Regions from separate parts of the Cricetulus griseus genome. Here region 2 is linked to region 1. The links are chromatin contacts, called in public Hi-C maps. All regions are on one chromosome and are shown on one strand. The core of a region is the stretch at or near the end of the contact, and the rest is flanking DNA. Distances in the headings are between cores, read along the strand shown. Region 1 has its middle 28 kb from the start of Znf691. Region 2 has its middle 120 kb from the start of Slc2a1.

Region 1 (6,416 bases), core at 1,986-4,485:
GACTACTATGCAGACAGCTATAGAATCTCAGCATGACTAGGAGATTAAGGATTACTCCAGACCCCTTCCCAATCGAGGAACAAAGCTGCTGTGGCCAGATGAGAGTAGTGTGTAAGTAGTCAGTAAGCTTGCAAGGCCCGGGAACCCACCTCTGCAAAGACAGGGCAGGTGGGGAGGACTTCAGGAGAGGTCAGGGGCGTGGCAAGGAGGGTGGCCTAAGGCCGGAAGACCTTCAGGTTCGGGAGAAGCTGGCATCACACGTTCGGTGTCCAGGACTGAAAAAGCCAAACTCCCGCAGCCCTCCCCGACCTGGTGTCTGCCCTGTCTCCCAACGCGATGACGCGCAGGCGCAGAGAAAGGGCCGAGGTGACAACATCCTCTGGGCCACGCAGCAAGGGCGTAGTCAGCTCACTGATGCACCGGGGGGCGGAGTTAGATGACGTCTTCACCAATCAGAGCGAGGGGCGGGCTCAGCCAGGGAGGAGCACACCTGTACTGCATCAGGTGAAGCCTTCGATTTCTGATAGGAAGCCAACAGGTACCGGGGTTGCTTCCAGGCGCCCTTCTCTTTTCACCAGCGCCTAGACAGGTTAGTACTTTATCTGCCTCAGTCTCCCTAGAAATCGTCCGAACTCGGCGGCAGCCTATGTTTTCCTCATGATGCTGCCCACCCACTGCAGAGTCGACGGTTCTTCCGCCAGAGCAAGGAGGGACAAGGCTGAACCATTCCTAGATCTCAGTTTCCACCAGAGAATCTGGTCAAGACTTGAAACGAGAGCACAAGAACTTAGTCTGGCTTCCCAAACTGAATTTTTCCAATGCAGTTTTGGGCTGGAGAGCCGATTCAGAAAGTGCATTCATAAATAGGGATAGAATGTCTATTGTCTTTTGACAAAACTGCATATTCATGGCCCCTCCTCCCATTCTAATTGTCTCTCCAGTCCCCTGCCAATTCAGCTGCGGGCAGTAGTTCCGGACCCTTACCCTTTCCCCGAATTACAAATTACGCAGCAACCTCCTCATCCCTCTCCTTTCAGTCCAGGTTCTCATGGTAGTGATGCTTCTAATATTTAGTTATGTCTCTCTCTTTTTATAAACCTTTTCTGGGTCCCCCTTTCCCTTCAGAATAATAGTCATCTTTCTTTTTTATTGCATGTATTACACATAATGGGTTTCATTATGGCATTTTATGCATGCGTGTAATGTATTTTGATAATATCCACCTCTATTACACTGTTGTCTTTCTCTTGCTGAGCCCTTGCCTCTACCTAACTAGCCCCTCTCTAGTTTCATTATTTTTTTTAATTTTAAGAATTTCATTATATTATTGACAGTGGTGATGGGGGCACGTGTGTGTGTGTGTGTGTGTGTGTGTGTGTGTGTGTGTGTGTGTTGTGTGGAAGTCAGGGGACAACTTGTGGGGGTTGCTTTTTTACCTTAGGTTCCAGGCATCAAACTCATTGTCAGACTTTGGTGGCAAGCACTTCATGCTGAACCATCTTGCTGGTCTTTCCTCCTCCTCCTCCTCCTCCTCCTCCTCCTCCTCCTCCTCCTCTTCCTCCTCCTCCTCCTCCACCTCCTCCTCCTCTTCCTCTGCCTCCCACCTCCCCTCCTCCTCCTCCTCACCCATGAGTTTCACTAGAGTTGCTTATAGGAGCATAGGTGAGAGCTTGTTTACAGGAGCATGGGCGCCTTGCCAGTGACTATACCTTGAAAAAAATATCAATTCATCCCTCATCAACGATTAACTGCCTCTAGGTCTGTCCTCCGAGAAGGGTGGGGTCCCTCTCCCTCCATGAGAGGATGTTAATGGCCCAATGTTGTATAGGTAATCAGTCAGCTGCTGAGTTCAAGAGTGATACAGCTGGGCTGAAAAACTTTAAGCAGTTTTGAGTCTGCAGTGACTGCTGCCCACTGCATGGCGCTTCCCTGACAGAAACTAGAGGTGGCACTAATCTATGGGATAAACATAATTATCAGAAGGCATGTCATGTCCATTTAACAAAACAACAGCTATAGCCTCCCACTAGGGCCTGTGAACTTTCCAGCCACAGGCTTTGAAAGAGCCAGACATGAATTTTCATCCTGTAGAATGGGCCTCAGTTGCAATCAGAAAGTAGTTGATAATCCCCATAGCAGAGTTGATTCAGTTGTATCCGTGGACACATCTTAATTCCCATCTTTTTTAGTATGAAAATTCAGGGCTCTTGGTGATGCCCCTCTCACCACTGCCCCCCACCTCCTCCCATTCATACCCTCCATAGACCAAGCCCTCTGTCTTTGGCTACCACGTCCCTTTTCCCCTCTGGGTGTTTGGGATACACTTCACACAGATTCCCCTCCCCACTGCTCCTGATTCCCATTCAGGCTGTCATTCTTAAGAGGAAGCGTCCAGGCCTGGCCTATCCATTCATCAGCACACTGCTGCCTACTAGTGGCTGGTGGGTCAACATTTAAGTCAGGGCTGGTTTTAACTTCTGCCTTTCTTGTTCAGAGAATAAATGACTTTGGAGGGTCCATTTGGTCACTCTGTTCCACCCACTCAAAATGATTTCACTAAAGCAACATCTGTCATATTGTCAGACAGCTTAATACTCCTCGTTGCATGATACGGTCCAAACTTTTAAGCAAATTCGGATTCTTAGAGACCACACAATGTGCTCCATGCCCTGTGCTCCAGCCAGGCTGATAACTCAGCATTCCCTAGAAAGCTCCTCTCAGTACCTGTCTTAATCTAACACGTTTGCTCAAGCTTTTCTTTTACCTGGTCTGCTTTGTTCTGTTGTTACCTGAACTTTTCCTGGGGAGACATTAACAATCATTTATGCACCCCAGACAAGGAACCAATGAAAGAACAAAAGTGCCCCTCAGCTTAGAGAACCAATGAATTTATTGGCCTTACTTCCAGGGACATAGGTGACCCCTAAATAGCCATACCACAGGATTCTCCCTGAAGCATGGGTTATGAGTTATCCAGAGCTTCAACAGATGGAGTCCCCATTTCATTCAATTAACCTTCCCCTTCTATAAACTCTTGAGTCTTCTCAAGACCACGGGTAGCTGGGGCAAAGTTACATACAGCTTAGGGGAGGTTCAAGAAAGAGTGGCTAGGACCTCAAGAGAGGATCTGAACACTTTTCCACCCATCCTTATGAGGGAACTCCAACAGGTCCAAACCCCAGGGCCACTTATGAGTCATCCCAGCTGCTCTGAATGAGCTGGTTGGTGATGGCTAAGCCAGGTGCTGTGGTACGTGCCTGTAGCGTGACTGGTAATGGCTGCTCTCCTCAGAGGACAGCATTCCACATCTGCTTGTAATGTGGTGTGGTCGCAGGAGACCAAATTAACTGTCACTTTCTCTGTGAAGCATTTGTTCATTCCTTTGGTTCTTCCGTAATCAAGCACACACTCTGTCACACATTCTCCTGTGTCTGCACTGCCTTAGGAACGAGTCAGAAATAGCTAACTTTAGACTGTCTGCCACTTCACTGAGTCATCGTGGACAAGTCTCTTCACTCTTCTGATCCCCGGTGTCCTCATCTGTTATCATATTAAAGTGAAATAAGTATGTTGGTGGTGGTGAGTACCCTGGTGGTGGCAGTGCATACTTTTAATCGCAGCACTCTAGAGGCACAGGCCAGTGGAGCTCTAAGTCCATGGTTAGCCTGACCTACAGAGTAAGTTCCAGGACAGCCAGGGCTACACAGAGAAAACCTGTCTCAAAAAAAAAAAAATTAAAAAAAAAATAAAAACAAGAAACTGGGATAAGTATAATGCAGATATCAGCTGGGGTCATACCATCCTCTCCCTTTTACATTTCAGAAAGCAATACTTAGAGTTTTTAAAAATGAGAATTTCATACATGCATAAAATGTGTTTTCATCAAATTTGCTAGCCCCTGCATTCTCTCATCTCTCTCTCTCTCTCTCTCTCTCTCTCTCTCTCTCTCTCTCTCTCTCTCTCTGTTGCTCTCGCTCTCTCTCTGATTAGTTTTTTGGAAACAGGGTCTCACTATGTGGACTTGGCCTGGAACTCACTATCTAAACCAGTCTGGCTTTGAACTCACAGATATCAGCCTACTTTTGCCCCTCCAATGTTGGGATTAAAGACATATGCCACTATGCCCAACTCATTCTCTCTGGTTTTAAATTTAAACTAGCCAGGCATGATGTTTTAAATCTAACACTCAGGAGGCAGAGGCAGGAGGATCTCCATGAGTTTGAGGCCAGCTGGTCTACATAATGGGTTCCAGGACAGCCAAGGCTATACAGAGAAACCTTGACTCAAAAATAAATTTAAACTATTTTAAAATCATATGTATATGAACATTTTGCCTGCATGTGTGTCCATGCAAGATGTGTGTGCCTGGTGCCTGTGGAGGCCAGAAGAGGGCACTGGATTGCTTATTACAGACAGTTGTGAGCTTGTCATGCGTGTGCTCATAATCTAACCCTGGAAGAGCAGCCAGAGTTCTTAACTGCTGAATCATCTCGTTAGTGCGAGACACACACACACACACACACACTTCTCTTTTTTTAACCTACTCCATTTAGTGCTACCTGTATGTTCATGGATGTGGGGCCATGTATTAGAACATGGGTAGTTCTTTCAGGAACTGCATACCACCCTGAAGAAAATCAAATCTCCCTCCCACAGTTGCCAATAGTTCTGCAGATAGAGGCAGAGCTTCGTGAGCTCCTCACTATCTGCCGGGATTTTGGACCTCGTACAGCCCTTGTGCTGCTGTGAGCTCATGTGTGCAACAATCCTGTCACACCAGCTAACAATGTTTGACTGAAGATGCCCACAACTTCTGGCTCTTACAAATTATCCACTTCCTCTTCATCAATGATTCCTTGAGCCTTGGGGAAAGGAGTGTGACACAGATTTCTCATTTAGGACTGAATGCTCCAGTCTCTTTGTGTATGTTGGCCAGTTGTGGGCTTCTATTCATCTCCATCTACTGCAAAAAGAAGCTTCTGATGAGGGTTGAGAGATGCATTAATCTCTGAACATAAAGATAAGGACTTAGGGAACAGTTTGTTAATATGTCCAGTTAGCAGAATAATAGCAACAGGCTGTCCCCTAAGGCCTATGATTTTGCCAGACACGGGTTTTGGCTCAGTTAACAGTATCAAGTAGCAAACATAGACAGAGTGGGCTTTAGGTCAAATCAGAAAGTTGTCAGTTATTCCCACAATATCCATGCCACTATTTCACCAGAGGGGAGATAATGCCAGGCCAGTAATGATTGTAGTTCATAGGGTTCATAATTGGGCAAAATGGCTCTATACTTTGTTTATGTAGATTTACATTTCCAGGAATTTTCTCCTCCTCTTCTATTTTTTTTCTTCTTTTTTTGAGAGACATCTTATGTAATCCAAGCTGATATCAAACTAATGTAGCCAAGGATGACCTTGAACTTGTGATCCTTCTGTCTCTGTCTCCCAAGAATATGGATCACAGACCTTCATCAGCACACTGTGCTGGGAATTTACAACGTGCTGGGAATTAAACCCGGGGCTTTGTGCTTTCAAGGAAAGCATTCTGTCAGCTGAGCTACGTGCTACATTCCCATCCTATTTCTTTATTCCTATGATCATCTCTAACTCTGATGCCATACTATTAAAAACCCCTCTATAGGGTACCAGATGCAAGCAGTTTCCTGTCATGGAACTCAGAATTCTAGTTTCAATCCCAGATGCCTGAATATAGCAGGAAGAAGAAAAGAAGACTGGTATTCATGTGGCTACAACACGTTGATTGAAATAAACAAAGTTATTAAAGCCCCTGACAGCCCCAAAGTCTGCTGCATCAACAGCCAACTTTTTGTTGTTTTGAGACAGTAGCTGGCCTGGAACTCACAGTGACCTGCATCTGCCACCTGAATGCTGGGATTAATGTCAGATCATCAACTTCTCTTTTAACTCTGGTATGAATGTATTCTTATTGGACAGGTTAACTGAGTACTAACCGCCACCTCTCAAATCTCCAGTGTCCTCAGTAGAGCCTGTCCTTCCTCTGTTGTCTTCCCATCCCTGATCTTCGTGGGATCTAATCTGGTGATGACCATAGTTCCTAATGGCTCAGAAGACTCAGCCCACCAGCTTTCTCTCCTTTTGCCTCACGCCCTGTAACTAAAGTCTCAAAGAGGGATGGGTAGTTAGATTACTCAGTCTCTCCCCTTCCACAGCACCCTGCTCCCGTCTGCTCTCATGTCCCACAGCCTCCCAAGCCAGGATGTGGGAGGCTCTTTCATTTCTCAATTAAAAGTCTTTCTGATTCAAAGCAGTTCCAATGCTGCATAACCCTTGGTTGTCATAGTTTCCTTGATGAGCCCTGTCTGTAGGATGACTCCTGGGTTCACTCCCTCAGCATTAAGGGTTTCACTGGAGGGGAATCACTTACTCCTCCCT
Region 2 (6,416 bases), core at 2,924-5,423, 150 kb before region 1:
ATCCAAGCAAAACAGCCCTTGGCAACTCTGGGCTCTTAGAACATGACACAGAGAGAGAGAGAGAGAGAGAGAGAGAGAGAGAGAGAGAGAGAGAGAGAGAGAGCAGGGAGATCTGTCCCAGAGCACAGGGACAGCATGGATCTTTTCTAAAATTGCAAAGATGATCCACCACAGGTGCCACACAAGCCTGCACCCCCACGTTATCAACCCCCTCAGGAAGTGCAACCACACCAACAAGCCCAGCCCCCAACAGAAGACCGAGTAAAGGAGAAGGCAGCCAGATGGGCCTGTGGTCCTGGGACCCCAGTAAAGACCCCCCCTTCCACTGACTGAAAAGAGAAAAGAAACAGTGCGATATTGACACAAAACCCGGACTGGAAAAGCTAATGGGATGTGACTGAGTGTCAGAAACAGGCCCACGGAGCCACAGTGGCCTGATATTTTCACAAAATCATACACAGGACAAAAGAACCTTTTCAATGAATTGTGCTGGGGAATTTGGATGCCCTGGTATAAAAGGAGATCAGATCTCGTCTTAGTTAGGATTTTTATTTCTGGGAAGAGACACCAAGTCCACAGCAACTCTTATAAAGGAAAAACATTTAATCGGGGTGGCTTCCAGAGGTTTAATCCACGATCATCATGGTGCAGCATGGCGGTGTGCAGGCAGACATGGTGCTGGAGAAGTAGCTGAGAGCCCTACATCTTGATATGCAGGCAACAGGAAGTGGTCTCAGACACTGTGTGTGGCTTGAGCATAGGAGACCTCAGCCCACCTCCACAGTGACGCATTTCCTCCAATGAGGCCACATCTACTCCAACAAAGCCACACCTCCTAATAGTGCCACTCCCTTTGAAGGCCATTTTCTTTCAAATTATCACAGATCACTCTTCATAAAAATCAATATAAATGGTTTGAAGAGCCTCACATAAGGCATGAAACATCAGGAAGGCATGTCAGGATACAGCATAGACAAGAGCTTTCTGGAAAGGACACCAAGAGCTGCAGGTCTGACCCCAGGAACTGAGGTTGTAAAAATACTCCCACTAGATTGACCTCTGAGCAAGCCTGTAGTGCACTGTCTTCTCTGATAATTGATGTGGGAGGGTCCAGCCAATTGTGGGCAGTGCCACCCCTAGGCTGGTGAAAGAAACCCCAAGGCTATAAGAAAGCAGGTTGAGCAAGCCATGAGTAGCGAGCCAGAATGCAGAACTCGTCCATGGCCTCTGCATCAGCTTCTGCCTCCAGGTTCAACCATCCAGTTTGAGCTCCTGCCTTGGCTTCCCTCAGTGGACTGTGACTCCAGATATGCAAGCCAAATAAGCCTTTCCTCCCTCAAGCTGCTTTTGACCATGGTATTTCATCACAGCCATAGCAACCCTGCCTAAGACAGCCATCACTGAGAGAACAAATAGGAGCTACAAAGATAGCTGAGCAGTCTTGCAGAAGACAGGAGTTCAGTTCCCACATGGTGGCTCACAATGTAACTCCAGTTCCAGGGCTCTGATGTCCTCTTCTGGTCTCCATGTACTAGAAGTAATAAAAAATCCAGAGACAGATATTGAGGTTCAAGCTGAAGTTCAGAAAAGCAAAGCAGCCAGCCACTAGAGAGTTCTCACCTCTACCAATGCTCAGATCGAAGAGGCAACCCACCAAACCTCTCAGACTGTATCTCCAGACTGCTCTGCTCTCCACCAAGCCTCAGAATCCTAGACTGCCCTCTGAGACTGCACTGAGCTCCCTATATTCTCTCTAGTGCTGTGATTAAAAGTGTGAGCTGTTTCTCTTTTAGATTGATTCATTCTCATTGTAGCCCTGGATGGCCTTGAACTCAGAGATCCATCAGCCTCTGTCTCTTGAGTCCTGAGATTAAAGATGCGTGCCACCACTGCCTGGCCTATATGGCTGACTAGTGTGGCTAGCTTTGCATTTTGATCTCCAGGTAAGCGTTATTAGATCATAAACAGTATATCACCACACCTCCACTCTTACCTGAACACACATAGCTGCTCTTCTAGAGAACTGGGGTTCAATTCCCAACACCCACATTGCAGCTCATGACTGTCTGTAACTCCTGTTCCAGGGTATAAAATACCTCATACAGACATACATGCAGGCAAAACACCAATGCACATAAATAAAGAAACAAAATGTGGTATATATTCACAATGGAGCATTATTCAGTCATAAAGAAGAGTGAAATTGGGGCTGGGAAGATGGCTCAGTGGTTAAGAGCACAGGCTGCTCTTGCAGAGGAACAGGGTTTGATTCCCAGCACCCACATAATGGCTCACAACCATCTGTAACTCTATTTCAGGGACTCTGACAGTTGATTCTGGAGTCCTCGGGCACCGGACGTGCTTGTGGTACAGACGAACATATAGGCAAATGCTTATACACATAAAATAATAAAACAGATTTTAAAATAAGAATGAAACTATGTCACTTGCAGGGAAATGTGAAAGTAGAGGCCAGAGGGCATCCTGTGGGAACCAGTTTTCTCTTTTCAGGTGGTAGGTTCTAGAGACTGAACTCAAACTGCCAGGCTCAGTCCCAGACTGGGTCCTAGTCTCCGTCCCAGGCTCAGTCAGTCCCAGGCTCCATCCCAGGTGCTTCACCCATGGAGTCATCTCATCAATGGCCTGAAGAGTTTAATTCTAACCAAGTGTCTGTGTTAGTCAGCCTCGCATCTTCCCATCACTGTGATAAATTCCTGAGAGAGGCAGCTTACACGTAGGAAAGAGGAAGGTTGGGGAGAACACAAAACTTCATTGACAGACATTTAAAAGGGCCAAATGAATACCTAACTCCACCATGTTCACAGACTGGATGGCTCAATGCTGTAAAAATGGCATGGTTCCCCAAACTAATCTATAAATTCAATACAAATCCAATAACAATTCTAACTGTCTCATTCCATTTCTGACTTTCCAGTCTCATTCAAGGAGTTTGTAAGAAATAGGAAGGGGAATTCCTGGAAAGAAGCTGTGACCACAAGCGCTGACCAACTAACTGACAGAGAACTTCAGTGACATGGAGAGAATGTGGCAAGTCCTGAGCCATATTATCTTGGAGCATCTTTACCCTCTCAATAGCCACTTGCCACACTCCTCTGTGTGTGACCTAACATCTTTGTGACCGTCAGAGAATCCTTTGGTTGTACAGACCCCTGGGCCCCTAGTTTCCTAACCAAAAGGCTAAGAACACCATCCGACAGCATGAGGCTTATAGCTGGATCCCTCCGACTTGGCTGCCACCTGCGTGATGTTCCCACCAAAGTAAATGAAAAGCGTCTTGATCTGTTCTTTTGTTCTGTTCCCATAGAACTTCATCAATATGTTAATCAAGTTGGACCGAAGTATTTGTGGAAACCTAAATCTATGTTCTCAGGCTATGGTCTCTCATACTTGGTTCCATATCTTTTGTTCCTTTGAGGGAGGGCTGTTTCTTAGAACAAAGATACTGACATTGCCAAGATGCTCATGACCTTTAGGAAACACCTAGTAGGGCCTGGAGAGATGACTCGGTGCTCAGCTAAGAGCACTGGCCGCTCTTCCAGAAGACCTCGGTTCAGTTCCCAGCACCCACATGAAGGCTCACAACCATCTGCATCCCCAGTTTCGGTGGCTCTGGCCTCTGCAGACACAAATGTGGTGCACAGACATGATTGCAAGCAAAACACCCAGACATATATAAAATAAAGTCAAATAAAAGTTTTTTCCCTTTTATTTTTTTATTAATTTATTTTTTACATTCCAATCCCAGTTCCCCCTCCCTCCTTTCCTCCTGCTCCCTCCACTTCCCCTCTCACCCTACCTGCCTTCTGCTCCCTGATGAGCATAAGGCCTCCCCTAGGAAGTCTACTAAGTCTGTCCCATCATCTGGTTGAGGCAGGACCAAGGCCCCTCTCCACCCCTCACACCCCGAAAGATTTTTTTTTTTTTTTAATTAAGACGAAAAGCTTTTGGAGAAGCAAAGGGGAAGCCTTCAGCAGTAGTTTTGAGGTGAGGTTAAGCAACATTGTAATAAATTTGGGGGTTATCTTGGTTTTTTGCTCAGACCTTTTCTCTAAATTTAGTTAGGATTTCATAACATTGCCACAAGATTAGGCAAGCCGGCCAGGAATTTGAGTATAAACCAGCCTCATAACCACAATCACGCAGGAACTGCCCTGAGGACTGGTCACTCGAAAGGAAATTCTTTTAAATTGCATTTCCTCTTTACACTTCTCACATCCTCAGTTCAGAGAAGAAAGTAGAACTCAGCCAGACGTGGTGGCACATAGTGGCATGTGCCTGCCATGCCAGCACGTGGGAGGTAGAGGCTCCCGAGGAGCCTGTATCAAAGAAAAGCAGTACATGTACAATAGGGCAGGGCAGTAAAGACTGCAGTTCTGAACTCGGGGTGGGAAACGGTTCTCCCCCACAAGCCAACTTCTATCCGGCAAAGCAGTTCCTCCCAGGAGGATGTGGGCAAAGGCTTACAAGATTTTGTAATGTCCCAACTCCCCATCCTAAAACATCACTAACAAAGTCTCTTGTTACTGCTCTGAACAGAAATAGTTTACAGAGGGGCCTGGGACGTCACAGGAGGCAACCAAAAGCTTTTCAAAAGCAACTCTGACATGCAGGAAATGAACCAAAACTGTGGGATTCCCGACAGGAAATCAAAGCAGGAATCTGTGCTCTTCTGAAAAACTGCCAACTTGATGTCAGTCAGGAAACCCACGCAGTGTGACCCTAACACAATTGGTTTCAGGGGTGCCGGGGTCCCATGGAGACTTGATTTCCAGGCTTGTGGGATGGCTGAGGGAGTAGAGGTGTTCACTGTGCAAGCCTAACAATGTGGTTCAGCTCCTAAAGCACACAGTGGAAGGAGAGAATGGACTCCCACAAGCTGTCCTCTGACCTCCTCACACACACTGTGGGGTGTGCACACAAGATCAATAGTGAGTGTGTTTTTTAATTAGTTTTTCCAACTACAGTAGGGTCACTAAAAGTATATCATCGTCAAGTGTGCCTGGGCATCCCCATAGCTTCCTATGTTCGGTGATTCAACTAAGATCTGGTAGGCATCCTGGGGTTGTTCCCAGCCTGGCCAGCCTGTACTTCTCCCTTCTCCCTCTGGAAAGCTCTCCCTCCTTTGCAGGACACTTTTTTTTTTTTAATTTTGGTTTGGTTTGGTTTTCAAGACAGGGTTTCTCTAGCGGGTCGGTGGTGACACACGCCTTTAATCCCAGCACTCGGGAGGCAGAGGCAGGGGCATCTCTATGAGTTCGAGGCTAGCCTGCTCTACAGAGCAAGTTCCAGGACAGGCTCCAAACTACAAAGAAACTGTGTCTTAAAACACCAAGAAAAAAAAAAAAAAGACAGGATTTCTCTATGTAGCCCTGAAGCTCACTGTGCAGACCTTGCTGGCCTCAAACACCCAAAGACTTACCTGCTACTGCCTCCAAGTGCTGGGACTAAAGGCGTGCACCATCATGCCCTATTGTACATGTCTCATTTAAATCAAATACTGTGACTATATCCTGAGCTACTGAAAGCACAGGAGAACACACCCTTCAAACTATCTTTGGGGGGTAGTTTGCATTTTTTCCAGGAGTCAAAAATTCTTGAACTGCTGTGTAACAAACATCAGACAAGCACTGGAAAAACATTCTAGGTATGAGGAATTTCTGTTACACATTCTTGTGCAAAGGCACAGAGTGTACAGAGAGAACATTATGTCTTTGCAGAACAAGAAATCAGTATGATCAGAACCAAAGGTCTCCATGTGGAAAGCAAATTCAGAGAGGGAGGCAAGAACTCTGAATGATTAGGTTTTCTGCTTTGGCTGAGAACACACCCTCCTCCAGCCCTTCCTTTAAGGTGGTCCTGGCTCAGATCCTGGCTCATCCCTTCGAACCCATCTTACCCAGCTGTCAGTGACATTCCACAGATTTCCTCAGAGCAGATCGCTTGTCTCTGGTACCCTGCTGGGGAAACTCTCCTCCCTCAGCCTTCCCCAGTCTTCTGCTTTGTCTCAACCCAGGGACATCACCATCCATTCTCAAATGTATCTTCCCTTTGTGCTAAGCCTTGTCAGTCTCCAGCCCTCACTAAGCATAGACAATCGAGAGATTCCTCCTGTCTCCCTGCTTTGGAAAATCACACTCTAACTGTGTTTAACAGCTGGAAACTTACTGTTTCGTATGATGGGAAGATACATCTGGTTTCTGTGCATTGCCCTGACACCCTCGTTCCCACAGCTGTTCAAGATTCTAGTGTTGTATCAAACCCTTTGCTCCCAGAATGCATGGCGTGGCTTCCAACCAGATTCAAGACAGAGTCTTCTACGTTGGATGTGTTCTGGAATTCTTTGCCGATCTCTCGTGCTGTAAAGTGGCAATAGACTTGTTCATATCAGAAAAGGA

Evidence for each region. Hi-C and Micro-C count contacts between places; a contact is called where the count stands out from the background.
Region 2: a contact with region 1 is called in a Hi-C map of fibroblasts, with 3 times the contacts expected there. The contact joins two enhancer-like sites. A contact is called at or near these places in 3 of 8 Hi-C or Micro-C datasets (the CHK-Q cell line, fibroblasts and liver).

The regions. Positions count from the first base shown.
Region 1 is chr2:33,040,555-33,046,970 of CriGri-PICRH-1.0, reverse strand. No RefSeq gene overlaps it. Among named protein-coding and RNA genes, the nearest start is that of Znf691, 28 kb to the right of the region's middle. Within about 2 kb of position 3,235, at least 2 of the 6 cell types and tissues checked have open chromatin away from gene starts, as enhancers often do. A contact at or near this core is called in fibroblasts, where this site is marked.
Region 2 is chr2:33,189,593-33,196,008 of CriGri-PICRH-1.0, reverse strand. No RefSeq gene overlaps it. Among named protein-coding and RNA genes, the nearest start is that of Slc2a1, 120 kb to the right of the region's middle. Within about 2 kb of position 4,173, at least 1 of the 6 cell types and tissues checked has open chromatin away from gene starts, as enhancers often do. A contact at or near this core is called in fibroblasts, where this site is marked.